Regions from separate parts of the Mus musculus genome. Here all the other regions are linked to region 2. Evidence: chromatin contacts called from public HiChIP or PLAC-seq data. All regions are on one chromosome and are shown on one strand. The core of a region is the stretch at or near the end of the contact, and the rest is flanking DNA. Distances in the headings are between cores, read along the strand shown. Region 1 overlaps Gm12610 (predicted gene 12610). Region 2 holds the start of Ifne (interferon epsilon). Region 3 overlaps Gm12610 (predicted gene 12610).

Evidence for each region. HiChIP or PLAC-seq counts read pairs in DNA pulled down with a chosen protein or histone mark.
Region 1: a BATF HiChIP or PLAC-seq map of CD8 T cells shows a contact between it and region 2, with 8 read pairs. The contact joins the enhancer-like site here to the promoter of Ifne in region 2. A contact is called at or near these places in 5 of 39 promoter capture datasets (3T3-L1-derived adipocytes, the HPC-7 cell line, cranial neural crest and 2 more), 1 of 15 datasets of contacts at CTCF or cohesin (the NIH/3T3 cell line), 1 of 115 datasets of contacts at active chromatin or transcription factors (CD8 T cells) and 3 of 9 other capture datasets (adipose tissue, macrophages and pancreatic islet).
Region 3: a contact with region 2 is called in a CTCF HiChIP or PLAC-seq map of the NIH/3T3 cell line, with 7 read pairs. The contact joins the enhancer-like site here to the promoter of Ifne in region 2. A contact is called at or near these places in 5 of 39 promoter capture datasets (the 3T3-L1 cell line, the HPC-7 cell line, cranial neural crest and 2 more), 1 of 15 datasets of contacts at CTCF or cohesin (the NIH/3T3 cell line), 1 of 115 datasets of contacts at active chromatin or transcription factors (extraembryonic endoderm stem cells) and 1 of 9 other capture datasets (macrophages).

What each region holds. Positions count from the first base shown.
Region 1 is chr4:89,392,116-89,394,815 of GRCm38.p6, reverse strand. The region is part of intron 4 of Gm12610 (predicted gene 12610); the gene reads right to left. Among named protein-coding and RNA genes, the nearest start is that of Cdkn2b, 82 kb to the right of the region's middle. Within about 2 kb of position 1,300, at least 25 of the 459 cell types and tissues checked have an H3K27ac peak or open chromatin away from gene starts, as enhancers often do. A contact at or near this core is called in CD8 T cells, the NIH/3T3 cell line and adipose tissue, where this site is marked.
Region 2 is chr4:88,878,815-88,881,514 of GRCm38.p6, reverse strand. It overlaps Ifne (interferon epsilon), which reads left to right and starts at 1,314. Exons shown (of 1, transcript NM_177348.2): 1 at 1,314-1,977. The coding sequence starts at 1,336. The coding sequence ends at 1,914.
Region 3 is chr4:89,439,593-89,442,292 of GRCm38.p6, reverse strand. All of the region lies in intron 5 of Gm12610 (predicted gene 12610), which reads right to left. It also overlaps the pseudogene Gm12608. Among named protein-coding and RNA genes, the nearest start is that of Cdkn2b, 130 kb to the right of the region's middle. Within about 2 kb of position 1,317, at least 38 of the 459 cell types and tissues checked have an H3K27ac peak or open chromatin away from gene starts, as enhancers often do. A contact at or near this core is called in the NIH/3T3 cell line, where this site is marked.

The sequences.
Region 1 (2,700 bases), core at 51-2,550, 510 kb before region 2:
CATCTTTGATCCAGCATTTAGGAGGCAGAAGCAGGTGTATCTCTACGAATTCAAGACCAGCCTGGTCTACTTAGTGAGTTTCAGGCTAGCCAAGGGATACACAGTGAGACTATCCCAAAAGAAGGAAAAACAGAGACAGAGAAATACAACAACATACATACATACATACATACATACATACATACATACATACATACACACATATGGGAAATATAAATGAAAAAAGAATACACACTATAGTCAGGGATTGATTCTGAGTGGTGGAAATTTTCCTGCTTATTAACATTTTATACATTCATTTATTGTTTTGTTATGGTTTTTAATTGTAGGTGAGTGTTTGTAGGTGCTTTTAGATGCCCTGGAGTTGGAATTACAGCAGTTATGAGCTGCCCAACATGAGTTCTGGGAATAAAACTCTGGTCTTCTGCAAGAGCAGTCCACACTCCTAACCATCAAGCCATCTCTCCAGCACCTACATTTTATATTTTAAAAAGAAGTAGGTAAATATAAAACAACACTATTTTTATATCTTATACTCATAAATTGAATGATGAAATGTGGGCTTTGTGTTTTAAAGTTTCATATTTTCAGATAATGAAAACTTCACTTGAAAATGAATAAAAAGTGTTAGCACGCTGAAAAACCATAGTACATTTTTGGAACGTTTCTGGGTTGGGCTCAGCCAACCTTTCTTCTATTTTCTCAGTCAGGTAACTGTAAAGCTATGGACCAGCAGTCTGGTGGCCTGTGGTCATCGTAGCTGTTAGATAACTTCCTTGACAGTCTGAATATGTTGCCCTTTTCTTGTCTACGTTATAGACTATGCTTAACAGGACACTGGCTCTATCATCTATCAGGCTTTTTCCCAGCTGTCCATTTCCACGAAGTGATGTAAAACGCAGGACCACACAGGCAAGAGCTGGTTTTAATTGTTAAACATTTCCCATTGTGTTTGGTCTCCTCTTCCTCCCTAGTGGTCTCCATGAGAACTCCTCTGAAAAGAGCTGCTCCTTCAAGCCTTCCAACGCAAATAGGAGCCAACTCCTACAGCATATCCTTCAAAGAAACAGGTCACAAGCCAGTATTGGCCTATGACATCTCAGAACCTCAGAAGAAAACAGATGACAGCTTGACCACAGAGAACATAGAAAATATCAAAGGACCCTTGTTACTGTCTCACAGTGGCCAAGATACTCTTAAGTTTCTGTTCCAAAATATCTTGGCAGCCATTTTACCCTAGGGAGGCAGTGAGGGGAAAGTTTGTTCTTGCAACATTACCACCAGGCGAGGGGGGAAAACCCCAGTCTTACACACACAAACAGGACTCTACCTCTGACTGAATACACCCAGGCAAACAGACATTCCTGATATTTCTTGCCTTCTGTTGTAGCTCCTCATCATCATTTCTCAGAAACTAAAACCACAAGGTACCACAAAGGGATATTTTCAGAGCTGTAATGTGGGCACCTGGCTATTTCACCTGCTGTAGGCGGTTTCAATCAAATCCATTTCTGTAAAGCAATGCTGTCCTAGATGACTGTACTGAAACCCCATCAAAAGTGCTGAGTGAGGGGTGTCAGGATCCCTAGAAAGACATTTTGACAGTTTTCAAAAAAAAAGTCTAATGAATGCAATATAAGGGTATGTGAACATAAGATTAAGAAGCAGGCTAGATGGATGGATAGATGGATGGATGGATGGATGGATGGATGGATGGATGGATGGATGGACAGACTGTTGCTGTGTCAGTGAAGAAGGGTCAGGCTGTCTCAGAGGAATGCTGACCTGAGCAAGGGAAAGAAACAAAGAATAAAAGCATCTGCAGGCAATTTCAGTTCTATAAAAACAAATGCACTTTGACCTCACTTTGGGTTAATAGCTGAGCATGTATGGAATTATATGGAAGAGAGCCAAGCCTTCTAAAAGCACCACAAATCCTTTCCTTGTTTAAAACAGGGAAATCCCACCCTCTTAGCTCTCCTCTTTTTTCAGAAATTAAGCTTCTGAAATTAAATGATCTCTAATATTTGCATTATTCACTGACTTCTTTGAATTTTAGCAAAGAGAATGAATCAGTGCTTTAAAAAAAAAACTACAAAAAAAAAGTCTGATAGAAAGCCAACTGGAAAATTTCTCTGGCATTTGTGTTGCTGTCTCCCCAAGAAGGCTGGCTACACTGTGGTCTTCCCTAGCTCTCTCGTGGGATCCGAACAATCGTAGGAAAAATCTAAACCAATCATTAACACTTTTCATTTTACCAGACCATGGGGAAACCCCAAGATTATACACATCTCCTTTCCTGAAGGAAATTGGAACCCTAAAACACTGAGTAAGAATTGGGGAGCAATGGCGGTACATGCCTTTAATACCAGTACTTGGAAGCAGAGGTAGGCAGATCTCTGAGAGCTACACAGAGAAACCCTATCTCAGAAAACAAACAAAACACTGCCTAAGAAAGCCTCAGCTAAGATTTGAAAGGATTTTAGAACAGATTTACAGAGAAGGAAAATGCACACTCATCCCACATGGGGAAAAAAATGTGCAGGGGAAATCATTAAACGGAAAAAAAAAAAGAAGTATGTGGAATACACATAATCTACAAGGGCTGGAGATATGAGATGACTTTAACAGTCAAAAGCACTGGCTGCTCTTCCAGAGTACCTTCAGAGCTGTGTGCTAACTCCAGTTCCAGGGAATCCA
Region 2 (2,700 bases), core at 65-2,564:
TTTGAATAGGTATGGTCCCCATAGACTCATGTGTTTGAATACTTGGTCCATAGGGAATGGCACTAGTAGGAGGTGTGGCCTTGTTGGAGGAAGTGTATTACTGTGGGGTCTGGCTTTGAGGTCCCATATGCTCAAGCTGTGCCCAGTGTGGCACATAGCCTCCTTCTGCTATCTGCAGATCAAGCTGTAGAACTCACAGCTCCTACTTTATGACTGTGTCTGCCTACATGTTTCCTGCTATGACAATAAGGGACTAAACCTCTGAACTGTAAGCCAGCCCCAATTAAATATTTTCCTTTATAAGAGTTGCCATGGTCACGGTGTCTCATCACAGAATCTTTTACTTCCTCTGGAGTCCAGTTCCCTCGACTTCACTTACTACAACTGTTCCGGGTAAAACTAAGAAGGTAGGCTGGGGGATTGCTCAGGAGGATCTTAGCAATGTGGAACTGGGTATTTGTAATTTAAGAGGCATTACTATTGTAGAGCTGTTCTCATTGGCTTACCATAGTTGCAGCTAGTCTAGGGAAAATGGACCATCCAACCACTTCCATCTCTTCTCACAATCTTGTTATCTTTAACTGGTTTCATGTATTCATAGAGGACCAACACATTTGTAGCCATTGTACTGAACTTGTAGGTTGTGCATACTATGCTGCTATCATGAGGCTATAATCACAATCTTTTGATAAGTTTTACTTTTATCTTATTTTGTAAGCTAAAATATTAGATATTAAACTGATTGGGTGAAATATAAAATAGTTCAAGGTTATTGGTACATATTTTCACATTAATATGCCCAAATACTTGTGCACATTTACAGTTGTACATGAAGTTTCAAAGTTATCAGCCTGTGGATTTCAATGTTTACCTCAGAGTGTGCTCTGGCCACTACCAGATCTATAATAAATAATACTCCATGAAATACCACTGCTTGAAAAAGGAAGCTTGCTCTCAATAAAAGTGCATTACTAAGCCTGAGTAAGCATTTAGAAAGTGCATTGTGTTAGTTAAGGCTTGTACGTAATAAATAATGAGTGGTAATAGTAGGTCAGAGTGGACAACTATCATTGTCTCAAGACAAGTGCACAGTGAAGCCAGCTCTTTCGTTACTTCCTCAAACAGCAACACAATGGGGAATGTAAAGGAAATGTTCCATAAAACCCTGGAATGGGAACCAGAAAACCTAAGGTATAAACTTGGGAAACGACGTACAAGGAAACACAGACAACAGAAAAGAACACCCTCCCTCAGGGTTTCAGATGCGTGAGAGGTAAATATTTCCCAGAACTGGAGTGGTACAAGGTGTGCAGAGATCCCTGTGTGCCCTCCACCATGGTTCACAGACAGCTCCCTGAAACGGTGTTGCTGCTCTTGGTTTCTTCCACTATCTTCTCCCTAGAACCGAAACGGATTCCCTTCCAATTGTGGATGAACAGAGAAAGCCTACAACTACTGAAACCTTTGCCAAGCTCGTCAGTCCAGCAGTGTCTAGCACACAGGAAGAATTTCCTGCTTCCTCAGCAGCCTGTGAGTCCTCACCAGTACCAAGAGGGACAGGTGCTGGCTGTTGTGCACGAGATCCTTCAGCAGATCTTCACGCTCCTCCAGACACATGGGACTATGGGCATTTGGGAGGAAAACCATATAGAAAAAGTCTTAGCTGCGCTTCACCGGCAGCTGGAATACGTGGAGTCACTGGGTGGACTGAACGCAGCGCAGAAGAGTGGGGGCTCGAGTGCGCAGAACCTTAGGTTACAGATTAAAGCATACTTCAGGAGGATCCACGATTACTTGGAAAACCAAAGGTACAGCAGCTGTGCCTGGATCATTGTCCAGACAGAAATCCACCGCTGTATGTTCTTTGTGTTCAGGTTCACAACATGGCTGAGCAGACAAGACCCAGACCCTTGAACACTGAGAAGCAAGAGCCAACAGGGGATTTGAAAGACATAGGTTGGTGGCGGAGTGGGAGGAGCTATATGAACATGATTTGTTTCTTTTTGGTGTAAAGTGGCTGCATTGTTTTGCTTCTGCCCAGGTTTAACTGTGTTCTAAGATGGCATGCATTGCAATATCCATTTTGCCATGCCATGTTATGTTTTCTACCAACTTCAAATTATTTAGGAATTAAAATTAATTCATTAAAATTTCATAATTGGTTCTTCAGTGGTGAAATTTCGTAGAATTTTGCCGTTAGATACGATGAGCTATCTCGATAATGTAGTGAGCATTCCTTAACATACAGCATTAATTCATGTTTACCAGAACTTGTTAGCATCAATCCATGAATATTTCTATTACAAAGACATAATAGAAATACGGCCAAAAGGTGTGAACAATTTTCAGAAGAATGAAAACAGATTCAATCTCACTCATTATAATAATAATAATGCAGATTACAACTGAATAGCATGCTGTTTTTAACCTATTAACTAACACCTCAAGGTTTAATTAAGAAAAAATATGCAGACTCAACACATTTCTGAGAAAGCAGGAACTTTTCCTGTGTGCTAGACTCTGTCGGGTGATTAGTTAATGAATGCTCTTACAATTTGCTAGATCAGCAGAAGTTAGTGTAAGCAACTTCACCTAAGAGAACAAGATTCTCTTGACGAGAACGTGATGTTTTCTCTACAAAAGTACATAGAGAAAAATAAAAGCAAAAAAAAAGTAAAACGTGTATAAGTAGTATATTTG
Region 3 (2,700 bases), core at 68-2,567, 560 kb before region 2:
TCCTAAAGAAGAGAATGACCCTGGAATGGGTGCAATGGATGGAAAGGCAGTGGGTATGGTTGGTGGCATGTTCTAACTCCTAGAATAATGCTTTGTGCTTATCAATGAACTGTGACAGGAGCTCAAGGCAGGTGGGGGGATGGGGTGGGATGGGAGGTTCGAATCTCTAGGACATGCCAGAGACCTAGGATAGAGGAGGCTCCTGGGAGTCTATGGGGGTGACCCTAGATGAAACTCCTAGCAGTAGGGAATATGGGGCCTAAAGTGGCCACCCTCTGCAATGACTTGATGTGCCAGGCTGGGTTGGTACCCAGGGGGGCTCCCCCTTCTCAGAGGAGAAGGAGAGGGGAAGAGGAAGGGGCTTGTGAGGCAGATGCTGAGAGGAAAGAGATGTAAAGTGAATGAATGAATAATTAAATAAATGGAGAAAAATAATGAAAAGGAAAAACAACAATTCACTGTGTTGAGCATGGTGGTGCATTGCCTTTAAGCCTAGCATTCCTGAGGCAAAAACAGGTGGATCTCTGTGAGTTGGAAGTTAGCCTGGCCTACATAGTAAGTTCCAGGCTAGCCAGGGCTACTAAAATCCTATCTCAAAAAGAAGAAATAGAAGAACACATTGCGTTCATATTCATCCTTCCTAACCCTCTCCCCCTCCATCTCCTGGTGACTCGGAGGAAATGTTCTAGTCACCACTGCATCCTATTTCCAGAAAAACATCTGCTCAATAGCAGGCGTCCAATAAGGCGTCCAAGAAGCAGCCCACAGTCATCACACCTACGTGAAGCTCTTGAGGAAACTCTGATCGCCTTTAGTCTTATACTGCATTGAGGATTCTCATAGAATTATCTGGTTTTGTGATATTCTCAGATGGCTGTAAAATAGTAAGAACAGAACAATCTCCTGGACTAACTAGTCCAGTCTTAGGAAGAGACCAGAAGTTTAAGAGAATGTCATATCCGCACTAATGCCTGGATAGTCCTGTACACACTTTCTGTAATAAGGCATGACTGAAAGGGGAAAGGCACTCAGCAGGGAATGTGAGCAGGAATCTGAAATGCCTGGATCTCTGAAGCCCAGGGTTTTATTTTTTAAATTTCCAATGAATTTTGCGTTCCAAGGCATGAAGCCTCTTGGTTTGACTTCATTTACAAGAACTTTCGTTTCAGATTGTTGGAGAAATAAATGAAACCTCCAGGAAGATGTGCCCTGTTTAGCTTGGAAAATCACCAAGAATTCCAAGTGCATGTGGCATGATGATAACCATCTAGAAATGACTCTGGAGGGACCTTAAGGAGTGAAGCCTCTCCTGGCTCTCTCTCTCTCGCCCTTGCCCTTACCACAGAAAGACTCTGTAAAGTGAGAACAAAAGTAAACTCAGAGGGAGATGTGGGTAGGTTTTGAGGAAAAAAATAGCTAAAAGTTTTATTTTTCTGCATCAGTATCTCTTCACACCATTTTCCCTTTTAAATTACTGGGTTGTTTTTGGTTGTTGTTTTCCTGTCAGTATGCTAGATGTAAAACAAACAAAAAGCATTGTTAAGTCTCCCTCACTCTCAAGCTAAGAGACCAGAGAGTGACCATACAATCCAGTCTTCTAGGACCACTCTAGCCCTTCGATACTGTCACATAAACGTTTCAGAGTCCTTCTCATCTGGACAGTCTGTGGCCATTCTAAGGAATGTGTTCTCCACGTCCCTCCCCTTAAATGGACTAGCAGGAACCCACCCAACCAAGTCACAGGCAATTAATATAAACCTTCTAGCTTAGCTCCACACTGCCAGGGCAAAAGAATCCTTGTGACTCAGAAGAGTTAGTGTCCAATTCATCCATTAGGAAATCACAAGCTCTGATGCATCCGAATCACATCATGTGTTCACTCTGTTTCTACAGTCTGGAGCTGTAATCACCATTTGCTAGGCATTGAATCCAAATCAAATATACATATATTTATGATTTTCTTGGTGATTTCCCAAGGTAAATGGGGCACATCTTCCTGGAGGGTTCATTGTTTCTCCAACAATCTGGTGTGTGTGTGAGTGTGTGTGAGTGTGTGTGTGTGTGTGTGTGTGTGTGTGTGTGTACGCTGCTGCTGAATCGCTTTGCTTTGAGGACTTTAGTCATCATTGCCAAACTTCCTTGGAATTTAAATATTACAATCTTTTTTTTCTTTCCCACCATCTCAGTACTGCCGGAATATATTTAAGGCACACAAAGATTAGACGATTTAATACTTTTAAGATAATTGGTCTAAGACTAAAGAGGAATATGTCATGGGTGATTATAAGAGAATTTTGACCTAAGTATGAGGAAAATTTATTATAAATTATCAGAAATAGCTGTTAGTGGGGGGATGGAGGTGACAGTAATCAATGTCTAAAGTTATTTTTTCATATCTAATGCTACATTCATTTCAAAGCTTTTTTTAGGGAATGAAAGTATTCCCTTGGAGTGAGACAACAGTGATAATTCCATTCCTATCTATATTCAGAACATTTTGCATTCTTTCTTTCCAGAGTTTATTTACCCAGAAGTATAACAATAGTTGAGGTGCCTTTCATCCCATCCCAAGCCACAGTAAAGGACATTTTCTGCAGGTCATAAGTCATTCAGAAACTACAGAGACTACCATTCCATGTGCTAATGGGATCAACTTCCTCTTCCTTCCCATCCATTCTCCCCCCATCAGTCGCCCCTCCC